Regions from separate parts of the Mus musculus genome. Here region 2 is linked to region 1. The links are chromatin contacts, called in public Hi-C maps. All regions are on one chromosome and are shown on one strand. The core of a region is the stretch at or near the end of the contact, and the rest is flanking DNA. Distances in the headings are between cores, read along the strand shown.

Evidence for each region. Hi-C and Micro-C count contacts between places; a contact is called where the count stands out from the background.
Region 2: a Hi-C map of the N1E-115 cell line shows a contact between it and region 1, with 1.8 times the contacts expected there. The contact joins the promoter of Alg6 here to the enhancer-like site in region 1. A contact is called at or near these places in 2 of 39 promoter capture datasets (frontonasal cranial neural crest and hippocampal neurons), 1 of 484 Hi-C or Micro-C datasets (the N1E-115 cell line), 1 of 115 datasets of contacts at active chromatin or transcription factors (embryonic stem cells) and 1 of 9 other capture datasets (adipose tissue).

Annotation. Positions count from the first base shown.
Region 1 is chr4:99,599,321-99,603,582 of GRCm38.p6, forward strand. No RefSeq gene overlaps it. Among named protein-coding and RNA genes, the nearest start is that of Gm40211, 32 kb to the left of the region's middle. Within about 2 kb of position 1,776, at least 6 of the 459 cell types and tissues checked have an H3K27ac peak or open chromatin away from gene starts, as enhancers often do. A contact at or near this core is called in the N1E-115 cell line, where this site is marked.
Region 2 is chr4:99,713,156-99,717,417 of GRCm38.p6, forward strand. It overlaps Alg6 (asparagine-linked glycosylation 6 (alpha-1,3,-glucosyltransferase)), which reads left to right and starts at 2,475. Exons shown (of 15, transcript NM_001081264.1): 1 at 2,475-2,551.

The sequences.
Region 1 (4,262 bases), core at 526-3,025:
TGTCTAAAAAAACAGAAAGAGGACCCACGGGATGGCTCGGCAGATAAAGGCACTGAAAACCCTCACTGCCTTCCTACCTGATCCCCAGAACCCATGTGTAGAAGAAAACCAACTCCCAAAAGTTGTCTCTGACATCCATGAATATATACTCTGACACATGCACTGTTTTACACACACACACACACACACACACACACACACACACACACACACACACGTGTAAATTAATATTTTGAAAAGTTTAAACAATTCTTACTAGGGGCTGCAGAGATGGCCCAGTGGTTAAGAGCCCTTACTGCCTGCCCTTACAGAGAACCAAGTTCTATTCTCAGAAACGAAATGGCAGTATACAGACACCCCAGTTTCAGAGGATATAACACCCTCTGGCCTCCATGGGCACCAGGCACACGGGTGGTTCATATTAATATATGCAGGCAAACACTCATGTACATAAAATTAAAACAAACAAACCTTTAAAAGTATTTTCTATAGACAAAATAATTTTAAAACACCTATTATATGTAAAATTTTTAACAATGACAATTCTAAGTTCATTTAATTCCAACATCTCTCCCTACAAAATAGAACATTTAACTCAATCGAACATTTTAGGGAAAATCCAGTTTATTAAAATAGTCAAATTATGAGCTATTAGCAAGTTATATTGAGCAAATATGATTTTGTTGAAATATTCTAATGTACATTATAATTTATCTGTATAACTTTTATACTAGAAATGCAATAAAATTGCATATATACAAAAACCCTATATTTCTTTTAATTTTCTATACTGTGCAGTATAGCTACCTTATGAAGTTGCTAGATGAACTAATGAGTTGCCCCCCCAAAAAAATAAAATTTAAGTACAAAAGTACCTCCTTGTCAAATTATACTGAACTTCGGCCTTAAAATAGTCTGCTCTCAAGCACTGTTTCCTTCTATATTTTAGGCAAAAGAGAAAAATCTAAATTTGACAGCAACCAAACAACAGAAAATAAAAGCAACATCAAGATGAGCGTTTCAACTGCTAAGTTCCATAGACCAGATAATAATTTTAAATAATAGTTACATTGCTAATTGTTGAAATAATATGTAATAGTCTTTTTTCTCCTCAATCATTAAAATCTTATATAATATTCCAATAATAATTTGTCATCCAGACAGGGATTTTTCTAGGTAATGTATCACCAAACCACATTTTGTTTCTAGTGTCATCTTCTGGCATCAATCTACGTTATAAAATGATACATTAACTAAAAACTTGATAAACTTTGGAATGAAGTTCACGGGAATGCTACTAAAAATAGGTCCCTTTTAATTTTTTTCAACAAATTTCATATGAACACGGTGATAGAAGTACATTAGGGGTAATAGGAATTCACCCTATATTCGTTTTTAATGAATCTTAGGTTTCACAATTCTTTCATACTCCAAAATTTAATTAGTCGTCGAAAATAACTATCATTTCTTGAGCTCCTATAACATGGAAGACACTCTGCTAAGCATTTTGCGTGCTTTTCTTCAGAGAACCCTCAGAGCCTGCTGCTTCACAAGGTACTGGGTGTGGTGACTAACAGCCCCGCTGTACAGAGATACAAGCGGGGGAGGGGAAAGTGGAGAAGTACGTTAGTTACATGTGAAAGTTAACAATCGGCTTTTGAATACTTCAGATCTAACGCCAAAGCCCGTGCTCTGAAACAGCACATGTATCAACCATCTAATTTTAGGGAGATGGAGTCCTAAGCACACAGAAGAGGAACATACCAACCACGAGATGACACCAGGCTGGATTAGCAACAGGAAGACACTGCTAAGCACTAAAGAGAGAAGGAAACTTAAGCCATACAGATTGCCACGGCAATGTTTACCAAGACAGCAAGGCTTGTTGTCTTCCGCATACACCCATTTGTTTGGCACTATTTTGAGGTGATTGCAGAGAATCATGGTTTCCAAGTTTCTTTACGAATGTTTTTCACTCTAGATTAAAATTTCAAACTTTTAGGATCACTGTGTTTGCACGGCTCTCCCACACCGTACTTTCACTAGACACAGTGCCCACCGACTTCTTTAAGCATCTGATGATGAAAAGCAATAATTGCCAGGAAATGAACTGTACGTATTTAAACATCACCTGATCACTTCTCCTATATAGGAAATGAAGCTGTTTTCACCGACCAAGAAAATCTGTGACATACGATTACAAGAAAGGAGAACCACGCTTTATAAAGCAGGAATGGCATCCATGTGCTGCTGGTGTAAGGAGCAAGCCAGTCGCTAGCAGCACTGAAATCCTTGCAGTGGGTTTCCTCGAGCTCATTAGATATTCCCTGGCTGATTCTCCTAAGTAATTAGATTTTAACAGGATTTTCAACAGATCAGAGCAATCTCTGTGGGTGCCAATAGAAGAGTCCCCCTCTGGCCTTGCCGGCAGGGTGGAGCAGATAACATCCAGACTGGGAGTTAATAGGACAATTACTGGCCTCTTTTAAATGAGTTACATTAATGCACTTAAGCTAAATGGCTCTGCATATGATTAAATATTAACATCTGCAAAATACAAAATCATCTATGCAATCAAGTCCTGTTGTTTTAATTTCCCCAAAGAAAGACTCCAGTTGTTTACACAAATGCCTTTAAATATTGTAGACTAAATATTTCTAGGGTGTACGAACTGAAAGTTGGAAGCCACTCTTGTCTCTTGAGACTCCTAACAGATCATTACTTTTAGGATGTCTTCATTGGTCAAGACAGAGAAGCTATAAAACCCAGACAAACATATAATAATAACAGTAATGATGTTCAGGTCTTGGACAATGAGAAGAATAAAACAGGTTGCAGAAAAAGGAAAGGTGAGTGTGGGACACTCCGGAGCAGCCCGAGCTGGCTTGAATTCCCCTGACAGAGTCCCAGAGGAGAGAGTGCTCGGGCAAAGAAGGACAAGAAGGCTGAAGGATCTGTGGCTCATTCCCTGCTGAAGCCCAGATGTATCCCTAAATTTATACACTAGGATTATATCTAAATCATCTAATCACATTCAGTATAAATCTGGTATACACCTGAATGGTCTGCTAACACTTGATATTATTGGAATAATGCTTACACATCTTAGGTTGAGTCACAAGCTTCTCTAATTTTCAAAAATAGGAGTGGGTAAGATGTCTCAGCAGGTAAGGGCACTTGCTGCCAGGCCTGACAACCTAGGTTTGATTCCTTGAACACCTCCCGTCCCCACCCCACCCCCCGAAAAAACAATTCCCACAGGTTTTCCTCTGACCTCCATATACATACACACAATTATAATAAATAAAATAAAAAGATGTTTTTTTAAAAAGAAGGGCCTAACGTGTGGTTCAGCATTCAGATAATCTTGTTCTGTAACCCTCATGGTTTAGGTGTCATTCAGGAAGCCCCCCCTTGGCCTCGTTTTTTCAATGGGATGGCTACACGTGCTGCCTTTCCTGTATATTGGAAATGCTGGGCTGATGGGAGGGCAGTTCGGTCCATCACTAATTTCCTGGGTGACTTCAAACAAGTCCTTTAATATTTCTTGGTTTTGTTATCTGCGAGTATGCCATTCTGCTTGTGAGGGTTGGTCTCTGGAATTCATGACACTTCAAACTGGGTGCAGTGACTTGTGCCTGCAATCTCAGCATTAGGGAGGCAGAGGCCAGAAGATCAGGTGTTCAGGGTCACCCTTGGCTTCATCAAGTGCAAATCTAGTCAATAATACATGAAACTCTATCTCAAACAAAAAAGGGGAAAGAGAAAGAGGAAGAGAGGAGGAGGGGAGAGTGGGGAAGGGAAAGAGGGAAAAGAGAAGGGAAGGAGGAAGAAGCAAGAGGACAAGCTTTCTCTCCTAGTTTTAGCTTTTAGCTGTATGACAGCTAACCCGACACTGTGCTAGAATAAGCAACATTCTATATTTATGGCGCTTACAAAAATATAGAATCTACAGCATTATAATCTCATGTTGCTCTTGCAGAAAATCCTGTTTGTCCCATTCTTACCCACTCCTGGAAGCCAGTCAGAGAGACGTGACCTACAGGTATCAGGGATATTCATAGACACCTATGTGTTTCTGTTAAAATTCATATGGCTCCTATTTCTGAGCAGATCTTCATATCCAAGAAGAAAAGGAGGAGGGAGAGGAGAAAGAGAAAGAACAGGAAGAAGAAGAGGAAAAGAAAAGAGAAAGAACAAAGGCATGGGGTAGAGAGATGGCTCAGCAGTTAGGAGTGCTTGCTGCTCTCGCAGAGGATCTG
Region 2 (4,262 bases), core at 1,225-3,724, 110 kb after region 1:
GAGGTAGCCTCGATCTAGGCATTGAGTATCCTCCTCCATTCCTTCCCACTTTATTCCCTTGAGACAAGGGGGAACTGAACCTGAGACTATATTTCAACTAGGCCGATGGCCACCCCAGCAGGTCCCAGTAATTCCCTGGCTTCACACCCTCCCTCCCAGCTAAGGTGCAGGGCCACCCCTGGCTTTTTATGTGGGTGTGGAGGATCTAATCTCAGGTCTTTGTTCTAAGCCACAAGTGGGTGCTGGGAACTGAACCAAGGTCCTGTGTGAGAGCAACAAGTGCTCTTAACTGCTACACCATCATTCCAGCCCCTAGATCACAGTTCTTAACTACTTACTATCTTATGTGTCTGAAAGCTTGATCTACTCAGCAATTGCGCTATATCTTATCTTTTCTTTGCTGCTGGTAAATGTTATCATCCAAAATGCATTTATATAGCCTCTGTTATTTATAGGCATGGCACAGTCAGAGGGGAAAGATAGTACCTACTGAGAAAGAGCAGGGGCAAGTGTGTAGATGGCAGTGCTGAGGCAGTTCAGCTACGAAGTAGGGGCTTTGACACTCCTAATACTTCAATAAACAGTTTACCAATTCCATGATAAACACTATTAAAAACTATTAAACTATTATTTTAACTATTAGTTAAAAACTATTTGGCTTGAGAGGCCAGAAGAGGACATTAATAACTTTTTATCACTTTGATATATATTTTCCTTTTCATATTTCTGAATGACATGTTTTATTACCGTTACTAGTTTAAATAGTAGCTTGCCTTTTTCTTCTGGTCTCAGTGTGACATAACATAGCAATGCTTCATCTTTCATTTGGCAGAAGCTTAAACACACGAACACATGGATTTTTGGCGTGTCCAAGGTGTTTCATGTATGTGTGATCCTGTAATGTGCTGGGCTTCAGACAGCATGTGTCAGCATGCTAGAGACTTCATCAGCTCACCTCCTCCTGGCGGGCTAACACACGCTCACTTAAGTACAGCTGCTTATCTTTCTTCCCCATTAGCTCCCTCATTTCTTCAGCAAATAAAAACGTTCTATCTTTAGCTCCAGCATCTTTCCTAGGTTCTGATTCACAAGTGGCACACAAGTGTTAGTATTTTGTTGTGTTGACATCACATCAAATTCACTACAGTGTAGCATCTTCTTCCAAGTCGATTCCAAGCTTCCCAACACACTACCTTGGGGACCATCCCATAATATTCTTTCCTTTAACCTTGCTGTCCTGCACACTTCCTACATTACAAAGACCTTTACACATCCCCTGTCCCATTGACCCTTCCTAGTTCTCACCCTGGTCTAACCATAACTTTTCCCTCTGACACATCCATTATCACCTGTGTCTGATTTTTCTTTCAAAGCTAAGGTGGCTCATTCAGGAAGAAGCCTTTCCTGACAGTTAATAGTTTACACCGAGTCCAAGTCTTGTCTTAACTCCCATGGACTGTGGTGTGTATACTACTAATGTGACAGTGTGCACTTCATTGTGCTGCTTTCTATTCTTTTTTTGCATGGGAAATGCTTTTTGAAGAGAATTTTGTGAGAGCAGAGACTCCAGTGTAGTCAAACAGGTGAGCTCTAGGTTGAGTGAAAGACTGTCTCAAAATGTAAGGTGGGGATGGATAGAGAAAGACACCAGCATCGACCTTTGATCTCTTCAAGTACACACAGGTAACACATACTTCTTCCCCCACCCCCAATTCACCTCCCCCAGCAATACTCAATATTTGTTTTCACTTATGTCAGAGTTGGTGTCTACAAAATGGCACAAATCAAAAGCAGGGTGTGAGGGAAGGAGGGGGATATTATTTTTGGCAAATGTGGGAACGGATGGTTCAAGTTGCCTGATGGGGCATGTAGTGTCTATTCTGGGACGGAGTTTTTTTTTTTTTTTTTTTTTTTTGGCGGGTCAGGGACAGGGTCTTGCTGTGTATCTCAGGCTGACCCTCTTACTCTCCATCCTCTTGCCTCAGCCTCCCTAGAGGTGAGAATGTCACCGTGTGTAGCTATTGCTGCTCATAGGCTCAACCCAGAGGCTCTAGAAACGGTTTCTCACTAGAAGTAACTTCTCAACTTTACTGGGGCAAGTAGTCTTTGCTTAGCTCTAAGAAAGTAGGCTGGCTGCTGTAGGGCACTGACCCAGGAGGAAGACCTGCCACTCGGGATGAGGACTGGCCAAGGGCTCGCCAGTGCGAAGAGCGCAGGAGCCGCCCCTCACAGGAATCCGTGGGCTAAGCAGCCGCTCAAGCTTTGGCCGTGGTCCCGGGAAAGAGGAGCAAGGGGCTTTCCACCTGCCCCTGACCTAACCCCAGCCGCCAGGCTTCTCGAATTCCAGGGCTTGCACCCCGCCTCCCGCAACGTGGCAGTCTAGCTCTCCCAGTCCCGCCCCTCCACGATGACTCCGCCCACCACTCCGCCCCCTCGCCTTACGGGCTCGCTCCCGTGAGCGCCGCTGGGAGCGCGCGTGCTCCTCGGGCTGTGAGTGCGCAGGCGCATTCGCTGGTTCTCTGCGGGCGCCAATTCTGGAGAGCAGAGGCTGGTAAGAGCCTGGGGTTGCCGAGGTCTGGAGGCGGCAGGCGTCGGGAGGTCCCGGCAGCCGGCTCGAGCGGGCTTCTCGGGGGCTTGTTGGGAGGTCTCGCCCATCCCCGAGATCCCCGGCGTGTGGCTGTCCTGCAGAAGTGACGCGGCCTGGCCGGATTGGCCTCGGCGACCCTGTCCCCGCCGTCCTGTGGGTCTGTCCCTCCCGAGGCTGATGTCCCGAGGGTACCTTAGCAGGAAAAAGAAGTCTGGGACTTGACGGTCTGGCCCCTTGTCGGGATGTGCCTGCTATCTGTGCGTGGCCTCCTGAGAAAGTTGCTGAGCTGCTCTTGCAGGTGGCACAGCAGTCGCCTGCTGTTTAAGGGGGAGATAGCCCGAATGGTGGCACTGGGAGGCAGAGGCAGGAGGATCTCAGGTTTCCAGGCCAGCCTGTTCTACATTGGAGAGTTTTAGGCTAGCCAGAGCAACACGGTGAGACCTCGTGTTTCACTGTGTTTCACACAGGACTTCCGAAAATGTAGTATCCCTCACTCTCTCCTCCCTTCTCCTGCCCACATTTGTCCACCCCGACTACCTTCTCTAGTCAAGTGGGTTCCTGCTTTCTGCCAACCGAACTCTAAGGATGGAAGGACATTGAAAGGACTAGAAATGATCTTTGCTCGCATAGCAATTTTGTTCTGAATAACAAGTGAATGGCATTTCCTCATAAGCTCGTTTGTTGGAATAACATGCTTGCAGAACCATACTGTACATAATTCTACTGGAACTTGTTGCTCATCACTCACCCAGGGAACGTATCTTTTTCTGTTTCTCAGTTCAAATAACAATATTCATTTCATCTCACAAGACCTCTCCAGAGAACCCCCCTCCTCATTAACCCTACCCCCTTAGGTAATTTTTGTTGTTGTTGTTTCTGTTGTTGATCTGTGGCTTTAAAAATGTATGGTTAAATACAATGCAGGGTGTTCTTTCAATTCTTTTTTTTTTTTTAATTTTTTATTAGGTATCGTCCTCATTTACATTTCCAATGCTATCCCAAAAGTCCCCCATACACTCACCCCCACTCCCCTCCCCACCCACTCCCCCTTTTTGGCCCTGGCGTTCCCCTGTACTGGGGCATATAAAGTTTGCAAGTCCAATGGGCCTCTCTTTCCAGTGATGGCCGACTAGGCCATCTTTTGATACATATGCAGCTAGAGTCAAGAGCTCCGGGGTACTGGTTAGTTCATAATGTTGTTCCACCTATAGGGTTGCAGATCCCTTTAGTTCCTTGGCTACTTTCTCTAGCTCAATTTATTTATTTTTTTTATTAATTTGTAGTACCATACATGTGTGCTGGCTAGTTTACTGTCAATTCGACAAGCTAGAGTAGGAAGCTTTAGTTGAAGAGAACTTCAACTAAAAAAAAAAAAAATGCTCCCGGGCTGGAGAGATGGCTCAGTGGTTAAGAGCACTGACTGCTCTTCTGAAGGTCCTGAGTTCAAATCCCAGCAACCACATGGTGGCTCATGACCATCTGTAATGAGATCTGACGCCCTCTTCGGGTGCATCTGAATACAGCTACAGTGTACTTAGATATAATAGTAAATAAACCTTAAAAAAAAAAAATGCTCCCACCAGGCTGGCTTATTGGCAAGACTGGTGCTTTTCTTTCTTTTTTAAAAAATAATTTTTTTTCAGACAGGGTTTTTCTGTGTAGCTCTGATTGTCCT